4 separate regions of the Mus musculus genome follow, and regions 1, 3 and 4 are each linked to region 2. A link is a contact called in public HiCAR-type, HiChIP or PLAC-seq and promoter capture Hi-C data. All regions are on one chromosome and are shown on one strand. The core of a region is the stretch at or near the end of the contact, and the rest is flanking DNA. Distances in the headings are between cores, read along the strand shown.

Region 1 (2,700 bases), core at 111-2,610, 86 kb after region 2:
GATAATGAATAGCCAGAGAGTGCCCAGGGAAGCTCATCACAGTACCCATTATTGCAACAAGTCCCCTCCCACCCCCAGTTACACTTGACTTGCTTTGCCAGTGGGAATGAGGGAGAAAGTAGCAATTAGGTGGACAGACCAGATTGCTTTGTAGTACCTCAGGTTGGAGACAAAGGTCCCAGAAACAGAATGGATTCGACATAACATGGTAGTTCTTTGGGGAGAGGGGAAGTTCTTCCTTCCCATGTTCACCAGCGTCTTATTAAAGATAATAGCAAAGATGAGCTGTTTCTGTCTCAGACAGTGTTGCTGGTTTTGCATGTACCTACGGTGCATTCTTGATTGGTGCCTGGTATGAAAGGGTTGGTTCAACCTGGGCCATCAAAGTGCTGGGACATTTACCTGGGGCTGCAGGGGGAGTGTGAGACAGGAAGAAAGGAAGTGACAAATGTTAATCTAGGATAGTAAAAGGTAGGATTGAGCAGGGAGCAAGAACTGGTTCAGAGAGGATACGGTACAGCTTGTCCCTGTAGGGACCAGGAGCTACTCTGGGCCAGGTTACTTTGCCAGGTATGAAACTGGAAGCAACCATTCCCTCCCAGGGAAGATGTCCATGCTGCCTGTTGCTTGTGCTCTCAGCCTAATTTGTCCTTCTGGAAGAAACTCTGGCCTTTGGACTGATCCTGTTAGACCTTGCTCCGTTTCATCTAGGCCCTTTGACTTGCCATAGCTCTCATCACCGGCCCAAACATTGGTTTTTGCCTCTCTGGTGGCATGCATGTGGAGCTAATAGGCACTCAGGAGGGCCTAGTGTTAGTTCCTACTGCATGGTCTAACGAACTCACCACCCACCCTGGTACAAACACCCCTCCTCTCTCCCATTCTCCCCTCCCACCCTTAATACTTTCTGAGATTCAACCACATCTAGATTATTCTTAGGTAGCTAGAAAAGGGACAACACAGAAATCTGAGCCGAGCCTCAGCTTCTCTGGCTGTCAGTAGCCACAAGGCCATGGAGGTAATTTAATGGCTGGGCAGTTTTAACACAAAGTCCCTGCTTGGTCTCTGCAGCACAGTACACATTGGATTGGGCCATATGGAGACTTTTCCACCAGATGCACTGACGGCTTCGTTCGCTCTGTCTGCAAAAATCTCTATTAGGGTTTTTTTTTTTTAAATTAGACAAATGTCAGTGTTTTATTCAGGGTAGGAAACTGTTTTCTGAGTTTGACAACAATGCCATTTTCAAAGAATCTCAGTATGGCGACTGCCTTTTCTTTGCAAACCTCCTTCCCACCTTGTGTCTCCTGCTTAGATAGGCCATGCCTGGAACATAGAATTGTCATACTGTTGCCACCGGCACCACCCTCTCTCCTTCTGTCATCCCTTGGAGCTTTATGTCTTCTGTGGCTTCCCACCTCCCAAACCCTTCTGCCCCATCTCCATCTGTTCAGAGACGATGGCTTCCCCAGAGAAGATAAAATGCAGAAAAGTAGTTAGCCTGGGGCAGAGCGTTTATGAAGCTTAACCTTCCTCCTGACAAACGTAACACTACTAAGCCCAAGGCTTAGTCCGGGGTTACCTTTGGGCCTTTCTACCTTCACAATTGTAGACTAGCAAGGAATCTCAGCAGTGCTCCCACTTCAGGCGTCGTGAGCTCTGAGTGTTGAGAATTCACTGCACACCTAGTTTCCTGGGATGAGAGGTGTGTTATGGAAAACATATCAAACCGAATTTGAGCTCCAGTTAGCCCAGCTATCTCACTGGCTACCAGGTTTCAGTTTTTGAGTGACTGAGACACTCCCCCAATTTCCTTATCCATACAGTAGAGATATTATGATCTACATCGTGGAACTGTTCTAAGAGTTAATAAGTGAGTTTATGAAAATCTCTTAACACGGCGTCAGCACCTTTGAAAGCTCTTTGTAAAACGTGGCCAGAGTTTTCTTTAGAATGGCCCAAGGCCTTCTGGGTCTGACCATAAGCTTTCCATATCCTTGCCAGGCCTTGTGCTGCCCATACATACAAACTACTTAGATGATGATTTAGAGATTCTTCTGCTTGCCCAAAAGCACCAAAAAAAGACTCATGATTCCTCAGTCCCCTGGATGGACCCTTTTGTGCCACAGCCTGTGTCCCTTGGTGTAGCTGTATCTCTTGTAAGCTGAGGCTTCTTTCAGCTGATGGGTGTGTGTGTATCACATAGCTACACCATACCCCCGACCTGAGTACTCAAGCTCAGCTCCTCCAGGAAGGTCTGCAATTGAGTTCTGCAAAGCCTTGTGCCTTTGAGAGATGCAATGTGGAGCCTTCGGTCAGGTCTCAGAGAGCTAGGACACTGTAGAGGAAGTTAGCCTGCAGATACACACAGGGCTCAGTCAGCTTTGTTGCTCTGGGTTCAGACTGACAATTTAGATGGATTTTAATGACTCCAAAGCATTTTATCTTTTACAACCCCTGGAACTGCTATGCACCCTTAACAAATTGCAGGCTTTCCGTCCCTTGCTGCCTGTCATCTTCAGTTAATACAGGGTCCATTAGGACTTGAGAAACTTATTATTGCAATAAAAAAATATATCCTATCCATATCACAGACCATATATCTGAATCTTGCATAACACTCTCCTAGGGATTAATCCATATTTTAACCAAGTGTCTCATAATGGTAATGTTTTGGTCCCGTGCACAGCCATTTCCCCG
Region 2 (2,700 bases), core at 8-2,507:
GATCCCTAAAAGGACTCCCTAAGGTCCAAAGACTGCAGAAAGTAATGATTGATTTTGTAATTGAATGTTGAATGACGCACATTGAGAAAGCATCTTTCATTTTCCCCATCTCTCCCTTTAGTCCCTCTTCACCCACTCTCTATAACACTGCATATTTTTATGTGTTGCTTTGTAAGATACTTAGAGTTTGTGTCTTGTATGCACTCAACTTCCACTTTGGATCACAAGCTCCTGGAGGCATGGTCAATTTTACTTTCCCCCATGGCATGCCTAAATGTGTATCAAGTAAATAGACCTAGAAAAATTCATGTTGCTATCATGGAGGACATGGAGTTTGATTTGAGTGTGGATTTCATGACAGGTAAAAGACTTGCAGGTTTTTAAGAAATTGTTGCCTATGACCTTGGCCTCTCCTTGGCAATCAAACTCACAGCACCTTTTGGAGAAGAGGCATCCTTATAGTGATGGAGTGCTCATTAGAGGAGAGAGGCTCAAATGCAAAGACAGACTGCTGCCTGTCCTTGTTAGGGGAGACACAGACTGGGATAATAGTAATAAATAGGTATGTGTCACAAACCTGCCTGCGTTCGCTCTTAACTCCTGCATTTTGTTTTCTAGGAGCAGTGCAAGCAAACTAAGATCCAAACACCCAGGGCTTATCAATTCCAACCCCCTCCTCCACTCCTCTACCCCCCCCCACACACACACATACACACAAACCACCACCATCACCCCAGTCACCACATCACACACGCACACAACACACACACACACACACACACACACACACACACACACACACCAAGAAAGTCCCCCAAATGCAAAGCCTGCCCTGCTTGTGCTTATCTCAACTCCCTAGCCTTGGCTACACACACTGGCTAAGTCCCTGCTGGGGAAAGATGCACCCCTGACTACCTTTTAGCCCAGTTGCCAGTCCCTAGTGCAACAGCAAGGCAGGCACATTTTGATGCATGTGCACGAGTCTAATCATCGGTAACTTCACTCCCGTTTAACAACATTACATCGTGTGAACAGAAAGTCACAGCTCCGCTCGGTGCTCACTATACGTTCTGGTCAATAATGGTAACAAAAGCAGAGTATCCCCCTGTTTAGGGAAAAGAAGAAAAGCACAGCCTTTCTGCAACCCTCCCGTTTTGCAAAGCGTTCCCCTTTCCAAGTGTTTCCTCTTTAATTATGACCTGTTTCCCCTCCCTCTTCCCCCCGCCCCAGCTTCTGTGAAAGGAGCCCTTCTGTCACTCGTCACTCGCTTGCTCGCTCGCCCGCTCGCTAGCTCGTTCGCTCGCTGTGGGAGGAGCCCGCCAGAGGAAGCCGTGTGCCTGGGATGCCAAGAACCAGAGAATGGATCTGCTCCGAGTGGGCACATTGCTAAGGATCCCGGCTTCCCGAGGCGACTGAAAACAAGCATTTGGTTTCGGCTGCCTGCAGATACCCGGAGACACAACGAGACCTAAGCGGACCAGAGGAGGGACAGACCGACTGACAGATAGATGGTCGGCGCGAACCCTGGAGGACCGGCGGCGGAGGCTGAGCACCGCGAGCCCAGCCGCCGCGCTTGAAGAGAAACTAACTGCACACCCAAGTTGCCCGCCGGCTGCCCGCGCGCTGAGGAATGAGACCTTTCCAGCTGGATTTGCTCTTCCTCTGCTTCTTCCTCTTCAGTCAAGGTAGGAACCCGGCGCGCCGGAGTTGGAGCAAAGTCGGCGGCGGCGGCGGCGGCGGCAGCGGAGGGCGCGGGTGGCTGAGGGCTGAGGGCTGAGAGCTGGGAGGTGGACAGGCTCGGGAACTCGTACTAGCTGAGGGTCTTGGTGCCGGCCCATTGGCAGTTAAGTAGCATTGCTTCTTTGCATTTGCAAATGCTACAAAATGGAACTGTGGGTTTCCCTTCGGAAGGAAGGGGCTGGGAGAACAGGGGAGGCTGCACTTTCTCGTCTTTCTTGTCCACGTCCAACTCCAACTCTCCGATGCATGTAAGTTCTTTATGCACCCGGTATATTAATTAGGTAACATCCGTGTGGCTAGGCCATTCGGAACTTCTGGGTGCCTGCTCGCCTTTCTAGCCAGGTTGGAAAAGGGGAGCCTGGCGTAGGTGGAGATTTCAGTTTCAGTAAGGTCTAACTTGCCCGGGTGTGTTTAAAGCAAATGTGCGAGGTCTGCACAGTTGCAGAAAGGGATGCGATTAGGGAAGGTTCTGAGGCGGGTATTTACAGTGGCTGGGGAAAAGAACGCTTGTAAAGAGTTACATTGAATGTCACCCATTTCCCTGAGCAAGGCTGAATTCTGAATCCTACCAAGCACTGGATTAGGTGTATGAAATGGAATTTCGCCCCTGGTGCCGATTGCTTCCTTTCTGCAATCCTAGCAGGTGGACTCTCCAGAAAGAACTTTGCTACCTCTGGGATCCTTGCCACTGAGAGTCATGGGGTGGGTCATGGTGGAGGGAGGACTAAGCACGCGCCTACTTAGCTAAAGGCATCAACAGTCACCTGTGGAATTAAGACTGAAAGAGCCAAGTCAACCCATTCCGTCCCACTCTTTTGGAATGGCAGTGCCACCTCTGCCATCTGAGGCAGCATGTGTGCCTGCCAGCACAGCTCTTGGAGGGACAGGACTTTCAGAAAAAAAAAAAAAATCCACAACAGAGAACATCCATCTGTTGATTAAATGAAGGGTAAAAGTTTT
Region 3 (2,700 bases), core at 199-2,698, 92 kb before region 2:
TCCCTGTCTGCTATGACACTTCTGTGGCCTGTCCTGGCTCCTCCATCTTCCTTCTGCCACCTAGCTGTAGATTCATTGTGAAGGTAATCATCCTGGCTTTGTGACATTTCCTATATCTCCTCCTACCACCGCCTAAATTCAGGCCCTGATTGTGCTAATTGACTATCAGTTATTGTGACAAAATACTCGAGAGGAGAATCTTAAAGGGAAGGGAGGTTTACTTTGGTTCACAGTTTCAGAAAAGCCACATGTGCACTAATACATTCAGCATAGAAGTCAAGCCCTTCATTTACAATGCGCGCACAGGAAGACCTGTATGTTTCTGATTGCACACTCATGTGCACCCACGCCGAAAAAGACAGTAAAACAAACTCCTTAAACACATGGCCAGTGACGTGCTCTCCTGCTCCGAGTACTGCAAACCATACCTGTCTGATGTTGCTCCGAAAATGCCAAGCCACAGAATGGGGCCTACTGAGGCCGAAAGAAATCCGTGTATGGTAGATAGATATGAAAGCCAGGACCATGGCCAACAGAGGCTGCCACTGGTGAGGATAAGAAACCCACCCAAGAATATGTTCAGGAAGAAGAGAATAAAAGTGCAGACAAACCAAAAATGCTACATACACACACACACACACACACACACACACACACACACATCTTTCCAGATACACAGTAGCCAACATTGACATGTCTGACATACAAAACACTCTCTCTCTCCCTATCTCTCTCCCTCCCCCTTCCTCTCCCTCTCTCTCTCTCCCTCTCCCTCTCCCTCTGCCTCTCTCTCCCTCCCTTCCTCCCTCCCTCTCTCCCTCTCCCTCCCTTCCTCCCTCCCTCCCTCCCCCTCTCTCTCTCCCTCTCCCTCTGCCTCTCTCTCTCTCTCTCTCTCTCTCTCTCTCTCTCTCTCTCTCTCTCTCTCTCTGCCACACATCTGGGGCCAGGAGGAATATGAGAGTGAATGAATGAATGAATTCAGGGCACCCTGATAAATTCCCCTAGGGATAAAATCCAAAGCGTCTGCTTCTCAGAGATAAACAGAAAGCTTTGCTCCTTGGAGGCATGGCCAGTGGCTGAGCACCACGCTAATCTCCTCTGCACCAGGTCCCAGGCACCACAGCAAATGTGTATCAAAAAAAAAATTTTTTTTTGTAATGGAGGCAAAGAAGAGAGAGATTCTTTCTCACTAAAGGCAGTAATGTGAATTCAAATGCTCTTTGCCGTCTGGATGAAAGCAACCAAAATTGATGTTGTTTCAAAGTGGGTGTAGGAGAACTAGCAGAGGAATAGATTAATTTGGCGGTGCAGATGAAACCCACTCCCTGGGTAACTGGGTGGGGCTGGGCTAGCTGCCAGCGAGCCTGAAATGCCACACACTTCCCCTGTGTTATGTGCCTGCCTCCAGGAGTACTTTCCCATCTAGTGTGTCATTTGATCTTCCAAGCACTGCAGTGAGCTATGGCGGAAAAGAAACTATTCTTTCATATCCACAGAAGTTAACTGGGGCCCAAGAGATCCCCAGAGAGGTATCCATTTCTGTTACACTAAAACCAGGGCTCTGGGCCAGTGTTCCCTGGCCAATGGGCAAACATTACCTGGAGAATGTACTGGCAGTCAGTCTCCATCCTCCAGTGCAGGTAGGGCAGACCATTAGAGCTGGTTCACAGATGAGCACAGGTCTGGGGTCACTCATCTGTGCAATCCCTATCTATTGGTACTGAGTTTGAATGATCTGTCCAAAGTGTCCAGTAACAAACTTGTTGACAGGACACAGTTTAACCCTAAGCTAAATAACAGATGCCACCAAAGGGTCCCAGCAAGGGAGGAGTGGTTTTCAGCCCCCAGACATATGAGGAGCCAGAGGAAATGCCACTCAACGGTTGACTCAGTGATCTCAACAAGGCTCTATCCCCTCCCCAGGCTTCTGATGCCACATCTATGCAAAACTCAAACACCCAGTGTCTGGTAAACAGTCACTCCTCCAGATAAAGATGTTTCAGTTTCTTTGGCTCAGGTAAAGCCATATCTCCAGAACAAAAACCCCAGTAATCCTCCTAGCAAAAAACGTATCATTGTGATATCACTCCCTGATTGTAGTTTCCTTCAAAATCTCAAGTCAAAGGGCTCAGGGAAGTAGAGCTTGTAAACTGCTTGCATTGAAAGCATGGGGGCTTGAATTTGAACCCTAGAACCCAGATTTTAAAATCCACGCATGGTGGCTTATACTTATAAGGTAAGCCCTGGATAGGTCAGGGGTAGGATCCAATTCTGCTTGTTAAGTTCCAGCCCAGTGAGAGAACCTGTCTCAAAACAAATATGGCCAGTGCCTGAGGAAGGACACCTGAGGTTTCACAGTTCATACTGTGTGCACGCACACACACACACATACACACACACACACACACACACACACACACACACAGAATCTCAACACACTTCATCCCAACCTTTACTCTCTCCAAAGTTAAGAGTCCAGGCAATTGTCATTCTTCTGGTCTCTGCTTTGGATGTGGGGATGTCTAAGGAAAACGGGCCTTTCAACCGGTATCCTAGAACAGGGTTGAGACTGGATTCCAGGTGTCCTGGTCTCTTACTAAGCAGCTCGGTACTGAGAGTAGTGCAAAGACCCGTTCCCTGGTCTTTAACCAAACATGCCATCGTTATTCCATCACCCAAAACAGGTTCCTTTGGCATGAT
Region 4 (2,839 bases), core at 119-2,618, 70 kb after region 2:
TGTCAAAGAAGGGAGGGGAATAAAGGAAAGGTCAGTAATGGATTCCAGTCCATTCATTCACTCACTCATTCATACATCCTGAATGATATAGAAAGACAGTTGTAAGCAGGCTGTATGCCAGGTGTCAGAGATATAGCAGTACCCAGAAGCATCCCTCTCCTTCCATGAGCTTGCTGACAACCTGGGAGGCAGGTATTCACACAACTGAGACAATGTAGGCTATATGATGGGCCAAGCTCTGAGGGTTGTTGGAACACTTCCACATACAGAAGCAGAGATGGGCAGAGGGAATAAATCATTCCAAGCTTGGAGAAAAACATCCATGGCATAGTGTGGCAATGTCAGGGTAGCAAGGAGAAAAGGCAGAGGGTGTTGGTTACAGTAAAGCCAAAACTACATGTCTGCAGATCTTAAGTAGCCTGATAGTCTGGGGCAAGGTTCTGAGGTAGTTCTAAGAGGAAGAAGGGGCCTTGATGCAGGGGTGGGGTGTGACTTCTGGTTGCCATAGTATGCAGTGTTCTAGATGGGGCAGGGAAGAGCACAGGGAGAAGATAAGAAGTGCCTTGCAGAGAAAGACAACAGGTGAGATGGACGTGATGGCTAAGGGATAGAGAGAAGCCTGTGACCAGCTTTAATCCACAGCCAACTTCCTAGTTAAGTAAGATCTGAGGCCCTGGTAGGGAAGGGTGGAGACCTGGAGTCCAGAAAAGCAGATTAGCCACAGAGGCAAATGTTAAGATGGAGAACCTTTGCAGGCAGGGAAGGGCTCTTGCCACAGAACCTGAGTGGAATTAGAAAAGGTGAGGAGGCTTGCGGCAGGTGCCAGGCAAGGGGTAGTGGCCATTGGATGTTGTCTTAGGGACCATGCTCAGAGCAGCCCCATTCCAACACACCAAGCACAGGGCTCCCTTGGCAAGGGAGAAACATGCGCATCTCAAATAATGGCGGAGGAGAGGGCTTTGCGAGCACAAAGAGGCTCATTCATGAACTCACCAAGTTGTGCCTGTTGCCACAGTAACCTGTCAAGGGTTTGGCAGATCTAGGAGGGAGGTTTAAAAAAAAAAAAAAAAAACCCACACAACTAAAACAAAAACAAAACCCCCTGAGTTACAGTACTCAAAGCAAATTAGGTCACTGTTACGAGTTATTAATTTTAATGCATTAAGAAAAAGTGTGCAGGGGGAGTACAGGACTTTTTTTTAACGCGGCAAATGGGGAACAGGAAAAAGTACAACAATAATTATGCTGAAAGCAAAGTGAAGCGTTCCATAAAATGAAAGAAATGAACAAATTGCACACCCCTCCCTCCTCTTCCCTCAAGTTCTTTTAGGGGTTGCTGGGGTGGGGGTGGGGTGGCTCCCTCACAGCCCTCTGATGCAATTACAAGCCCTCATCTTGCTTCTTTGTATGTGTCGCGTGCTGTTACTTAAGCCACTCTGAAACTCCAGGATGAAAAGAAAGCAGGGAGGACCACTGCCTGGGGCTGAGTTATGTTCAATGTGGAATCCCTCTTAGGCGAACGTGTAGCCTACTGAGGGGAGACTGGATGCTGTGGACAGATTCTCCAGGGAGTAGGGACTCACAGAGACTCCAGGCATTTTGGTCTTTGGGCTTGGCTGACTTGGAGTGTCAACAGCTTCCGTAAATGCTGTTTCTCTGGCTGCAGAACTGGGTCATGTACCACTCTGGCTTCCTTGGCTTTTGTTCAAAGCTTCCCTGGAGCATGAAGAATCCTGCAAAGGAAGCCCAGGCCTCTGTCCCCTCCCAGTACTGCCTTCACTGGACTTTCTTGCTTTCTGTCCTTTGGGCCACAGTTCCTGAGCTGTCATGGAGGCAGGAACTCAGGGCACTGTGTCTGATTTCTGAGCAGTCTTCCCAAAGCCCAGCCGACATCAGGACATTCCCCAGCCTACGGACTGCCCACACCCCACACCCCACCCCCAGTTGCCTACAAGACAAATTGTGAAGTATTTCAAGCCCTAGGAAATCAGATCCCTCCGGGAACTTTTCTGTCCTCTTTTCTGGTCACCCTTCACAAGCTTGTGGTCCAGCGAAAGAAATGCTTCTGCGGTCTGCAAGTCCAAACCGTTGTCACTCGTCGCCCCTCTACTGGGATCCAGCCCACTTCTCTGCTGAGCAACCCTCTGTCCATCCTCAGAGTCACTGACATTTTTATGCAGAGTGGGACACTCCCTTCTGTGGGCTCTGTTGAAAAACACCTTGACCACAGCACACATCGATGGCTCATGCCTCATTGCACGCCTCAGTCCCCGAAACCCTTGGGGAGATCCATCCCTGAGCCTGTCTCCAGCATAGAGGAAGCATGGGGCCACTCAACAAATAGTTATCTTATTGCTTTCCTGGCCTCAATTCTCCGTGTATCAATGGAAAAGCCCTCCAGACTTCCTCAAAACCTATTTTAAACTACAGATCCCCATGTAGCATCCCCTGCCGTGTGAGTTGAGGATCAAAGTGCTAGAAGTCCAGCCTGGACAGTCTTTTTTTTAGAGGATGCTTTCTCCAAGGTCACACATCCCAAGAACAGCTCCTCTGAGATTTTGAGAACAAAAGTGGATAAAGTGCTGGCCTCATACATGGATGTTGCTGGAAGCTCAGGAGATGTCAAGGGAAGTGGGGAAGGGTTTGAGTCTCTGGTTTGTTTTATACTCTGTGGTTAGATGGCTTCAGTAAAGGTCATATCCACATTTTCTTGTATTCCCAAAGAGCATTGGTTAAAGCAGACTCTTTTTTTTTTTCATCTATTAAAATGTATTCCTTTTACGATAAACAGGGACAGGAAGTTGCAAGCCCAGCAGGATCTCTTAGAAGCCTGACACAT

The links. Promoter capture Hi-C pulls out the DNA fragments that hold promoters and counts their contacts. HiCAR-type assays count read pairs that join an accessible place to other places. HiChIP or PLAC-seq counts read pairs in DNA pulled down with a chosen protein or histone mark.
Region 1: a contact with region 2 is called in a promoter capture Hi-C map of hippocampal neurons, with 2.4 times the contacts expected there. The contact joins the enhancer-like site here to the promoter of Kirrel3 in region 2. A contact is called at or near these places in 1 of 39 promoter capture datasets (hippocampal neurons), 3 of 484 Hi-C or Micro-C datasets (cerebral cortex, cortical neurons and uterus), 4 of 115 datasets of contacts at active chromatin or transcription factors (astrocytes, embryonic stem cells, neural progenitor cells and 1 more) and 1 of 9 other capture datasets (pancreatic islet).
Region 3: an H3K4me3 HiChIP or PLAC-seq map of craniofacial prominence shows a contact between it and region 2, with 5 times the contacts expected there. The contact joins the enhancer-like site here to the promoter of Kirrel3 in region 2. A contact is called at or near these places in 2 of 39 promoter capture datasets (embryonic stem cells and stem cell-derived epiblast-like cells), 8 of 484 Hi-C or Micro-C datasets (the HL-1 cell line, brown adipocytes, cortical neurons and 5 more), 4 of 115 datasets of contacts at active chromatin or transcription factors (craniofacial prominence, embryonic stem cells and stem cell-derived neural progenitor cells) and 3 of 9 other capture datasets (embryonic stem cells, liver and pancreatic islet).
Region 4: a HiCAR-type map of astrocytes shows a contact between it and region 2, with 4 times the contacts expected there. The contact joins the enhancer-like site here to the promoter of Kirrel3 in region 2. A contact is called at or near these places in 1 of 484 Hi-C or Micro-C datasets (cerebral cortex), 4 of 115 datasets of contacts at active chromatin or transcription factors (astrocytes, embryonic stem cells and pancreatic cancer cells) and 2 of 9 other capture datasets (adipose tissue and liver).

The regions. Positions count from the first base shown.
Region 1 is chr9:34,573,416-34,576,115 of GRCm38.p6, forward strand. All of the region lies in intron 1 of Kirrel3 (kirre like nephrin family adhesion molecule 3), which reads left to right. Among named protein-coding and RNA genes, the nearest start is that of Kirrel3, 86 kb to the left of the region's middle. Within about 2 kb of position 1,361, at least 7 of the 459 cell types and tissues checked have an H3K27ac peak or open chromatin away from gene starts, as enhancers often do. A contact at or near this core is called in hippocampal neurons, where this site is marked.
Region 2 is chr9:34,487,474-34,490,173 of GRCm38.p6, forward strand. Kirrel3 (kirre like nephrin family adhesion molecule 3) reads left to right here and starts at 1,258. Exons shown (of 17, transcript NM_001190911.1): 1 at 1,258-1,685. The coding sequence starts at 1,631.
Region 3 is chr9:34,394,988-34,397,687 of GRCm38.p6, forward strand. No RefSeq gene overlaps it. Among named protein-coding and RNA genes, the nearest start is that of Kirrel3, 92 kb to the right of the region's middle. Within about 2 kb of position 1,449, at least 11 of the 459 cell types and tissues checked have an H3K27ac peak or open chromatin away from gene starts, as enhancers often do. A contact at or near this core is called in craniofacial prominence, where this site is marked.
Region 4 is chr9:34,557,098-34,559,936 of GRCm38.p6, forward strand. All of the region lies in intron 1 of Kirrel3 (kirre like nephrin family adhesion molecule 3), which reads left to right. Among named protein-coding and RNA genes, the nearest start is that of Kirrel3, 70 kb to the left of the region's middle. Within about 2 kb of position 1,369, at least 74 of the 459 cell types and tissues checked have an H3K27ac peak or open chromatin away from gene starts, as enhancers often do. A contact at or near this core is called in astrocytes and cerebral cortex, where this site is marked.